Regions from separate parts of the Muntiacus reevesi genome. Here region 2 is linked to region 1. Evidence: chromatin contacts called from public Hi-C data. All regions are on one chromosome and are shown on one strand. The core of a region is the stretch at or near the end of the contact, and the rest is flanking DNA. Distances in the headings are between cores, read along the strand shown. Region 1 holds the start of SNX27 (sorting nexin 27). Region 2 holds the start of POGZ (pogo transposable element derived with ZNF domain).

Region 1 (4,444 bases), core at 512-3,011:
GAAGACTGCTGAGAAGGGAGACAGCGTATACACCATCTACCAGTCACTCAGCAAGCACTATATAAATTTTAATACAAAGTATAAAAACACACATGCAACAGCTGGATTAAAGAAGTGGAGGAGGTCTGCAAAGAAACTGCAAAACAGGGCAGCATCCTGCCAGAGTTTTAAGGGATGCAGTGAGGAAGTAAGGATGAAGGAATATGAAGGGGGAGGGGTGGAGCAAGGAAAGAGGAAGGGCTGCTACAGCAGAAGGAGCCTAAAAAGAGAAGAAAAGGAAAGCAACCCAGAGGAGAGAAAGAATAAAAATAAAGCTTGAGATAACAAGGGAAGACAGCAGAGAATGAAAACGGCATGCCCTGTAAAAGTGGGGAGGTGAAGACCCCAAAAGGGCTGTAGTTCGGGGGAAGTACCAGCTAGGGAGCGTTCTACCATAAAGCTCTGACTCAAAAGAAGTATGAGTACCGTGCAGGAGTGAAGACGAGGGCCAGAACAGAGGTGCTCTCAGAGAGGTGTGATGGAGATACTAGATTCAAAATCCTGATGTGATGTAGGGACTACTGTGAAGACAAACCATCGTGTCAAAGACGACGCCGCCACCGCCACCACCACCACCAACCAAAAGAACCCCAAGCGTCAGAGAAGAAGGTGTTCTTGGAGTATGAATACACAAAAAGAGGGGACACACGGTAGGATACAAAAATACAGCGAGTGCTTAACCATAGGAGAGGGTAGCTAAGGGAAGCAAATGGGAGTGCGGCGTGGAGGGATCTGTTTTCGGAGAAAAGTAGGAGCAGACCAAAGGCCCTGCTTCTGGTCTAGAGGACAGAAGGGACGGTCTACGGGGGCTGAAAGGAGTGGTAGAGCGCAAGAAACTGATGTCCAAGATGAGAACTTGGGGAGGGGGGGACACACAGTGGCTGGGTGAGAAAAGGAGATGCTGTCAGTCAGAAGCAGAAAGAGGTTCAACAAGAGGAAAGCGGAGAAGGCGGCAGCATGCCGAGGGGGGAAGGCAAGCGGGACAGAAAAGAAGCCAAAGCAATGGGGGCAGGGGTAACAGCAGGAGGGACGCTGGGAGATTACAGGGAGGGAGGTGGAGGTCCCAGAAACCCAGGGTGTGGGGAAGTAAAAGGGTCAACCTCCGTGGAGGGGCGGGGGACCGGAGGGTCGTTTCGGGGGTTGCAGGGAGGTGCGGCCTGAGGGTGACAGGGTTAGAGGAGAAATGCAGGGACAGACGGAGGGGAGGGGGCGGGGTGGGACAGCGGGCAGCCCCAATACTCACACCTCCAGAATGCGGTCCCCCTTGCGCACCCCGGCCCGGTCGGCTGCCCCCCCGGGCAGCACGGCGCTCACATGCTGCAGCGGCGCGTACAGCTCTCCGTTGATGCTCCGCAGTTGCCCGCCCTCGCTCACTTGGCCCCGCACGTTGAAGCCGTAGCCGGACTCGGACTTGACGATGCGCACCACCCGCGGGCCGCCGCCTCCCCCGCCGCCGTTCCCGGCGCAGTGGAGCCCAGACCCCCCACCGCCGCCGCCACCTCCGTTCCTGTGAGGGGCTGCGGGGTGAATCCCTTCCCCGTCCTCGTCCGCCATCTTGCGAGCTAGCAAGCCGTACTCCCACCCCGCTACACCTCCACTCCCTCCGCGCGTGCTCGCCCTTCTCAGCCGCCGCGCGACCCCCGGCGCGCGCGCCCGCTCCGCCGACCGCCGGACCCTAGTCGGCCACGGAGCTACCGGCGCGGGTTAAGGGGAAACAGGGGGCGGGGGGAAAAGAGGACGGTTAGATGCCGTGAAGCCTCCTGGGAGATGTAGTTTCTGATTGGTGGGGGCGGGGAGAGGGCTGGGCCCGGGCCGGAGCTGAGGTTATACGACGCAATTCGGGACGCAAAGCCTGCTGGGGGTTGTAGTTCGTCTTTTATGCTCGTTTTATCCTGTTGGACCGGGAGTCCCTAATCCGGCCTAGAATGTACGTGACAGATTCATCTTTTGGTGCGGGGCAAATTTAATTTTCCTTTCATTTCATAACTTCTAAAAACAATTCTAATAGGACAGATTTGACATTTGTGATTCAACACAGTCTTAAATTATAACTCGTTTGTTCAGTATTTTGTGGCTACATACATCATTATTACTTTATTTTTTCTCCCCCCAAATCCTGCCTGCCAGCTTACAGAATCTTAGTTCCCCCACCAGGAATGGAACCCGTGCCTCTTGCAGTGGAAGTGCAGAAGTCTTAACCACTGCACTGCCAGGGAAGTCCCTACATACATTATTTTATTTCGGAACTCCAACAATCTTGTGAGACAACTGGGTCATGAATTCATTTCTTTATTTAACATATGAGGAAACTGAACCAAAGTCATCCAGCTATTAAGTAACAGGAACTAAAGCCCAGTTATTTTTGTGCAACATTCTTTTCTTATATTGCAACTACATAAGAACTGTTGTGTCTGACTCTTTTGGGGGCCCCATGGGCTATAGCCCTCCAGACTCCTCTGTCCTTGGAATTTTCCAGGCAAGAATGCTGCAGCAGGTTGTCATCTCCTTTTCCAGGGGATCTTCTCAACCCAGAGTGCCCCATCTATGTAAAAACTTATGGAGAGGAAACTATAGTCTCAGTGATTTAGACCTGGATATTGGAGTGGCCAAGTAATAATTTCAATTGAGTAGTGATTTTGTTTTTTGGGTTTGTTTTTTTTTTAGTTTTAAAATGTTCATTTTTTTTCTTACTGAAATATAGTGATTTACAATATTAAGTAAGTTTCAGGGATACAACATAGTGATTCACAAGTTTTAAAGATTATACCCCATTTATAATTATTATAAAATATTGGCTATATTCCCAGTGCTGCACAATGTAGCCTTGTAACTTACTTATTTTATACCCAGTAGTTTGTACCTCTTAATTCCCAACCCCTATCACGCTCCTCCTACCTTCCCTCTCCACACTGGTAACACTAGCTTGTTTTCTGTATCTGAGCGTTTCTTTCTTTCTTTCTTTGAGAATCTGTTTCTTTTTTGTTATGTTCACTATTGTGTTTTATGTCTTAGATTTCACATATAAATGATAACATAGTATTGCACAATGATTTTGAAGTTACCTGTATTTCAAATTCATTTTGTTTCCCCCAAGAGCACAGTAGTGTTCTTTGTAAATAGCAGTAATTGATGTTTTTTGGCTAACTACACAAACACAAACTTACAAATATTGTGCAGAATGCCTGGCAAGTCAAGTAAGAAGAACAAGAACAAAAATATGAAAAATAGCTTGCTTAAGCACTTACTGCTCAAGTCTGGCAAGCTAATAAGTCTGTTACTGTTTCATGAATGCTGAAAAAAGATCCAAGATTCCTGGGCCAGAGACAGAGGAATTTTATTCAGGACAGTAGCAACAACTTCAGCCCCTTTGTATTAATTCCTCTTGCCCCGCCAAGTGCCATGAGGATGACAAGAAGACTCAGATGAATGCTGTATACTTGGTGGTCTTAAACTCCACAGTTGGGGAACACTGAGCTTGGGGAACCTACACCATTTTATAGGGAGTAGTAAGCAAACGTATTATTTATCCTGGAGAGAGAGCTTATTTCATTCCTCACATCTGCTCACTGTAAACATAACCCTGAGAAATGACCCTGGTAAAAATGGTCAGGGCCTTACATTCTTGTCATATGCAAGAAGGTGGATGTGTGTATGTGCATGCTCAGTTGTGTCTGACTTATTGCAACCTTATGGGCTGTAGCCTGCCAGGATCCTCTGACCATGGAAATTTTCAGGCAAGAATACTGGAACAGGTTACCATTTCCTACTCCAGGGGATCTTTCCAACCCAGGGATCAAACCCACGTCTGTTGCAGATTCTTTACTAATGTGCCCCCTGCGACGCCCCAGGAAGGTGGGTAAAAAGCATAAAAAACCCATGAAGGACTGTCTCTCTGCACATTGTGAGTGAAGTGAAGTTGCTCAGTTGTATCCAATTCTTTGCAACCCCATGGACTGCAGCCTCCCAGGCTTCTCCGTCCATGGGATTTTCCAGGCAAGAGTACTGGAGTGGGTTGCCATTTCCTTCTCCAGGGGATCTTCCCGACTCGGGGATTGAACCCAGGTCTCCCGTGTTACAGGTAGACACTTTACCCTCTAAGCCACCGTGCCAAACATTAAGCACTAAATGCTAAACACTTTATAATCTCATTTAGTCCTCACAACTCTTTAATGTCCTGTATTTCATAGATTAAGTAAACAGGCATAGAGAGCTCACACAGCTAATAAGGTGTGAATCTAGGAAAAACAACAGGGATACATAGTTAGAAGAGAATAAAAGTTAATTTACAGAGGTTTGATGACTTGTAAAAGCAACAAGCAACCCCTCCAAAGAATTTATGGACTATATAAGCACAGGCGGGGGGAAAACAGTAAAATAGGGAATTCCCTGATGACTCTGCTTTCAG
Region 2 (4,444 bases), core at 505-3,004, 150 kb after region 1:
ATGTATATTGTATGTCTCTCCTCACTAAAGTTTCATGAGTTCAAGGATTTTGTTTTCTTTGTTATTGCATTCCCAGCACCTAGAACAGTGCCTGGCCTATAGCAAGTACTCAAGAAGTATTTGCTGAATAAATGAATGGATGCATAGATGCATTTTCAGTAAGGTACTCTAATGGTTATTGATCAATGGGAGATGGTACAATCTGCTGGGTTAGACCTCATTGGCATAGACCTCATTGGCATAGATCATAAGTTGGCCCTTAAGAGCATGGCAAAATATTTTTCAGCAAGAATATTTCAGAGTCAAATGACATTATAATGAATTATAATAATTTGGGGGAGAAAACATAAAATAGGATTAGAGCTTCATGCAGAATGTCTTTTGATGATTCATTCCATAACCCCACCATGGGCCTTTCCAGATCAGGTCTGGAAAAGCTTCAGAAGTATTTTCAGAAGGCTCAGTGATTCTTACAATTCAAAGAATAAAATTCTTCCTATGAATGACTAGCTGAAATCACTCACATGTTTCTGGTTTGAAATGGGATGATGAAAATGGGTGGTGGTGCATGCATGTCCACAGGTGAACAATCTGGGATGCTTCCTTCCACTACCTGTTTTCATAGTCTGGTGGTTTGGAGTGTGTACAAGAGAAGGAATAAATATGGTTCTGCATCCACCTAGTCTTGCACCAAGTACTTTGATTTAGCATTTGGTTTGGAACAAATAGTTGTGTATTGCTTAAAGAGCAATAATATCCTCAAATATCCAAAGAAAATACTAAAATTTTATCACCTCAGGAGGTAATAAAGGAAAAAATTTCTTAAGTCACTTGGGAAAGAGGTTAATTTTTGTTTGAGGAAGAATAACAGGAGGATAATCTTGAATGGACCAAACAATTTCTTTGGGCCAATCCATCTCAGCCTTGATTGGAGCAAAAAGCTATTGGGGAGTCTACAGTTTCTTTGAAGATCTATGACGAGTCTATTCATCTCAAAGCAGTTTCCATACATGAATCACCTTGATAAGCAATCACGTGTGGCTTCCAGAATCTAGAAAGGTTTAGGGTAAAAATAGCTTTTAAAAGCTCTTCACTTAATGCTACTTGACTGAAATGTCTCTTGAGGTACAGTGAGTGCCATTTTGATGCCTTTGTTCCAATGACAGTCGTTGGTGCCATTGGGCCTCACCATCTGGCCTATAGCATGATGTCCTCTTGATTAGGTAAAAGCCTTGGGTGGAAAGTGTGGAGATTCTCAAAATTTTCCCAGGAAGTGCAGGGAAGTATTTTCTTTGGAAACCCCATCGTTCTCACCAAAATTTAGAGATTGCTTCTAAAGCTAATTATTTTCCATTTCATTTTTTAAATTATTTATTTATCTGCAGGCCCAGACAAACTTGACTAGAAAAGAAGCCCGGGCATGAGTTAGTATGAGTCCATGACGTGCCACTCACTCCAACCAATTGAAAAACCACGAAAGGGGGAGGGCGGAAGTGACGAGCCGTATCCCTCCGCGGAGCGAGAGGGTCGGTGGGGGGAGTCGGCGTCTCTCTCCCCCGCGCCAGCTCCCGTACACGGAGCCGCATTCCTTGGCCCCCCCCGCCCCCCTCCCTCGGGGCCCCCCCGCCCCCCTCGGGAAAAAAATCCACCCCAAATCACTCGAACCCGAGGGAGGTTTCCTTTCACCCTCGCGGAGACGAGATTTCAACGGTTCCCTCTTCTCCGTCTCCCCCCCAAGCCCCCGTCCCCTCCCCTGCTCCCACCCCCTTCTCCCGGCGCCGGGTGCAAGGTCCCTTTAAGGCGACGGCGCCTTCCTCGGGTCAGACTACCGGCGGCGACGACCACGGGAGGTGAGTGAGCGAGCGAGCCTTCCCACTCCCCACCCCCTCTCCCGGGGGTTCCGTTATCTTTTTGCTCGGCGAGACGTTCCGAGGCGAGACAATGAGAGGGGGATGGGGCGGGAACGCGAGGAGTGGGGGCGGGGGCCCGGTGGCGCCCGCCCCCGCCCCCCTCGAGTGGCGGCGCGGTCCGCGGCGGCAGCCGGCGTGGGGTGCGGCGCGCGGGCGCGTGTATGAGTGCGTGCGCCTCGGGAGCCGCGCGGCGGGCCGGGCCGGGGAGGCCCCTGTCAGCCTGCCGGCCGCCCCCGCCCCCCGGCGCCCGCCGCGGCGCGCGCGCGCACTCGCGCCCCACGGTCCTGCACACAGCCGACGTCCACACGCACACCCGGCGCGAGGCGTCTCGGAGGAGTGGGCGGGCGCGGGTGCGGGCGGCGGCCCGCTGGGGAAGGGGCGGAGGCGCGGGCGGTGGCGAGACGGCGAGGCGCGGCGGGAGGGGCGGGCGAGGGGGCGAGGCCGCGCCGGGGAGGCCGGCGGGCCGACGTCCCCCGGGGGTGGGGGTGGTGCTCGGCCCTCCCCCGCCACCCCCGCCACCCCCGCCGGGGAACTAGTGGGGCGCTCTTTTTGAGCGCGGGGAGGAAAATGAGTGATTGCCTAGCCGCTCCCTTGTGTTATGTAATCCCGCCTATAGTACATCCGAAGCCTTAGTGCGCTGCAGTTAGTTTACAAAGTCTCCTCCCCTGGCTCTAAAATTTCTTCGGGATGGCGCCGTGATTTATAAAATGGGATGGGGCGGAAAAAGCTTATTTTTGTATGGTTATATCCTGCCGCGGTGGGCGCCATGTTTATCCCAGGGACTATTTTCTCTAGCTTCTTAGCACCTTCTGAAAAGGAGGGATATCGTTGATCCACCTGCTTCTTCTGCTTTCGCAAGTTGTCCTGCTTTCTCTCTCGTCAGACGCGGGATTCCTTCAAACTGTTAATAATACAGGACGTTTCTCTGCTTGTCTAGGATATTTTCGACTCAGAAAAAGGTAGAGCTGGAAAGAGTCTTATAAGACATTTAATCCAAACTTCTTTTTAGAGATGGAAACTGAGATACAGGTGTCCCATCTCGGAATAGCCTTCATTCTATTGCATACTATGGCCCAGCCCTCTACACTCCTTTAGACACCTCCCACCTCCGCGCAAAACCCCAGAGACGTGCAATTTTACTTTCAAAGGAATTTTTCCATCTAGATGAAGGGAAACGGCGGGGGCGGAGGGCTGCTGCTTGGCAAACGACGTTGAATTATGAGACCCGTTGCTTTTGGCTCTGGAATTTGGATTCTGAGTTCGAACTACTTAGCACAATCGGTCTTAACTTCAGAATGCATAAAAAGTACCTTGCAGGTCGCTAAAAGTGCTGTTTGCGGGATACCTCAGCTACAAGCATATTTGGATGGGATGCTGAGGTGGGTGTATCGTCTGTACTTTTTTAATCTTCAGTCCTTCAGCTGAAACTGATTAAGGTAACCACCGTATTAACAGTTATGGTTCTAGTATAAAGGTGCCCAAACTATTATCTTCAAACAATTAAGTGGCAATCTATGCCCTTGATTTCCTCCCCTTTCTATATTACGGTTATAACGTACCAGCTATGCTGAAGTATTTCAAGCTAAAGGAACTAACAGAATAGAGTCTCTTGGATGAACATGATTTTGTGTCCACCCCACCTTGTACCAGTGGTAAATCTGGAAAAGCAGTTCCCAAAATGTGGCCTACTAATTCCTGGGGTTCCCCTCAGGCCCTCTCAGGAGAGCTACAAGGTGGTAACTGTTTTCAAAATAATACTGAGACCCTGGTTAGCTTTTTCACTGGCATTTGCACTGATGGTCCAAAGGCAACACTTAATAAAACTACTGTGGGCAACAACTACCATGCTTATTTGAGAATGTCTTTGATGAAGCAGTAACAATAATCATTAAACTTCAACGCTTCAGTACAGGTATTTTTAATTTGTAAGAATCCGTGACCAAATGGGAAGTGTGTAAAAACCACTGATACTGCCTACTGAGGTAAATCTTTGTCATAAGGAAAGGTACTTGTGAGATTTAGCTGCGAGTTGCTTGTTTCCTGGACCAGCATTTTTACTTGGAAAGAACGACTGACAAACTAGTTTTTCACACTTGAGCGTTTGCCAATGGTTTCTTGAAAGCAAATGAAGTGAGCTTGTCACTTCAAGGAAAACAATTGACAGTATTTGTTCTCAGTGATAAAAATTTGAGAACGAAAATTAGAATTTTTAAAAATTTGATATCTCAAGTTTAACAACTTCTGGTACTTAAAAGACTTTCCTTGCAAGTCAGTGTTAATGATTGATTTTTTAAAATATATTTTATGGTGAAATGTCTCAGCATTTGAAAGATAGGCATAATTCAGTAAATCTGTATTTTCAAATGACTTTTGCATAACTCACGTCACCGTGAGTAATCTTCAAAATTCACAATACACTGATGGAGTTTAACATAACTTTCATCAGTAGGGTTTCAGATTCCAATATGCAACTATTGTTTAAGAAACTTTTGTCTACTTTAGTACTGTCTCAATACACACATCTATCTGAAATA

Evidence for each region. Hi-C and Micro-C count contacts between places; a contact is called where the count stands out from the background.
Region 2: a contact with region 1 is called in a Hi-C map of muscle, with 3 times the contacts expected there. The contact joins the promoter of POGZ here to the promoter of SNX27 in region 1. A contact is called at or near these places in 2 of 3 Hi-C or Micro-C datasets (blood and muscle).

What each region holds. Positions count from the first base shown.
Region 1 is chr1:81,735,889-81,740,332 of mMunRee1.1, forward strand. SNX27 (sorting nexin 27) reads right to left here and starts at 1,762. Exons shown (of 12, transcript XM_065904117.1): 1 at 1,283-1,762. The coding sequence starts at 1,593.
Region 2 is chr1:81,882,569-81,887,012 of mMunRee1.1, forward strand. It overlaps POGZ (pogo transposable element derived with ZNF domain), which reads left to right and starts at 1,755. Exons shown (of 18, transcript XM_065904242.1): 1 at 1,755-1,850.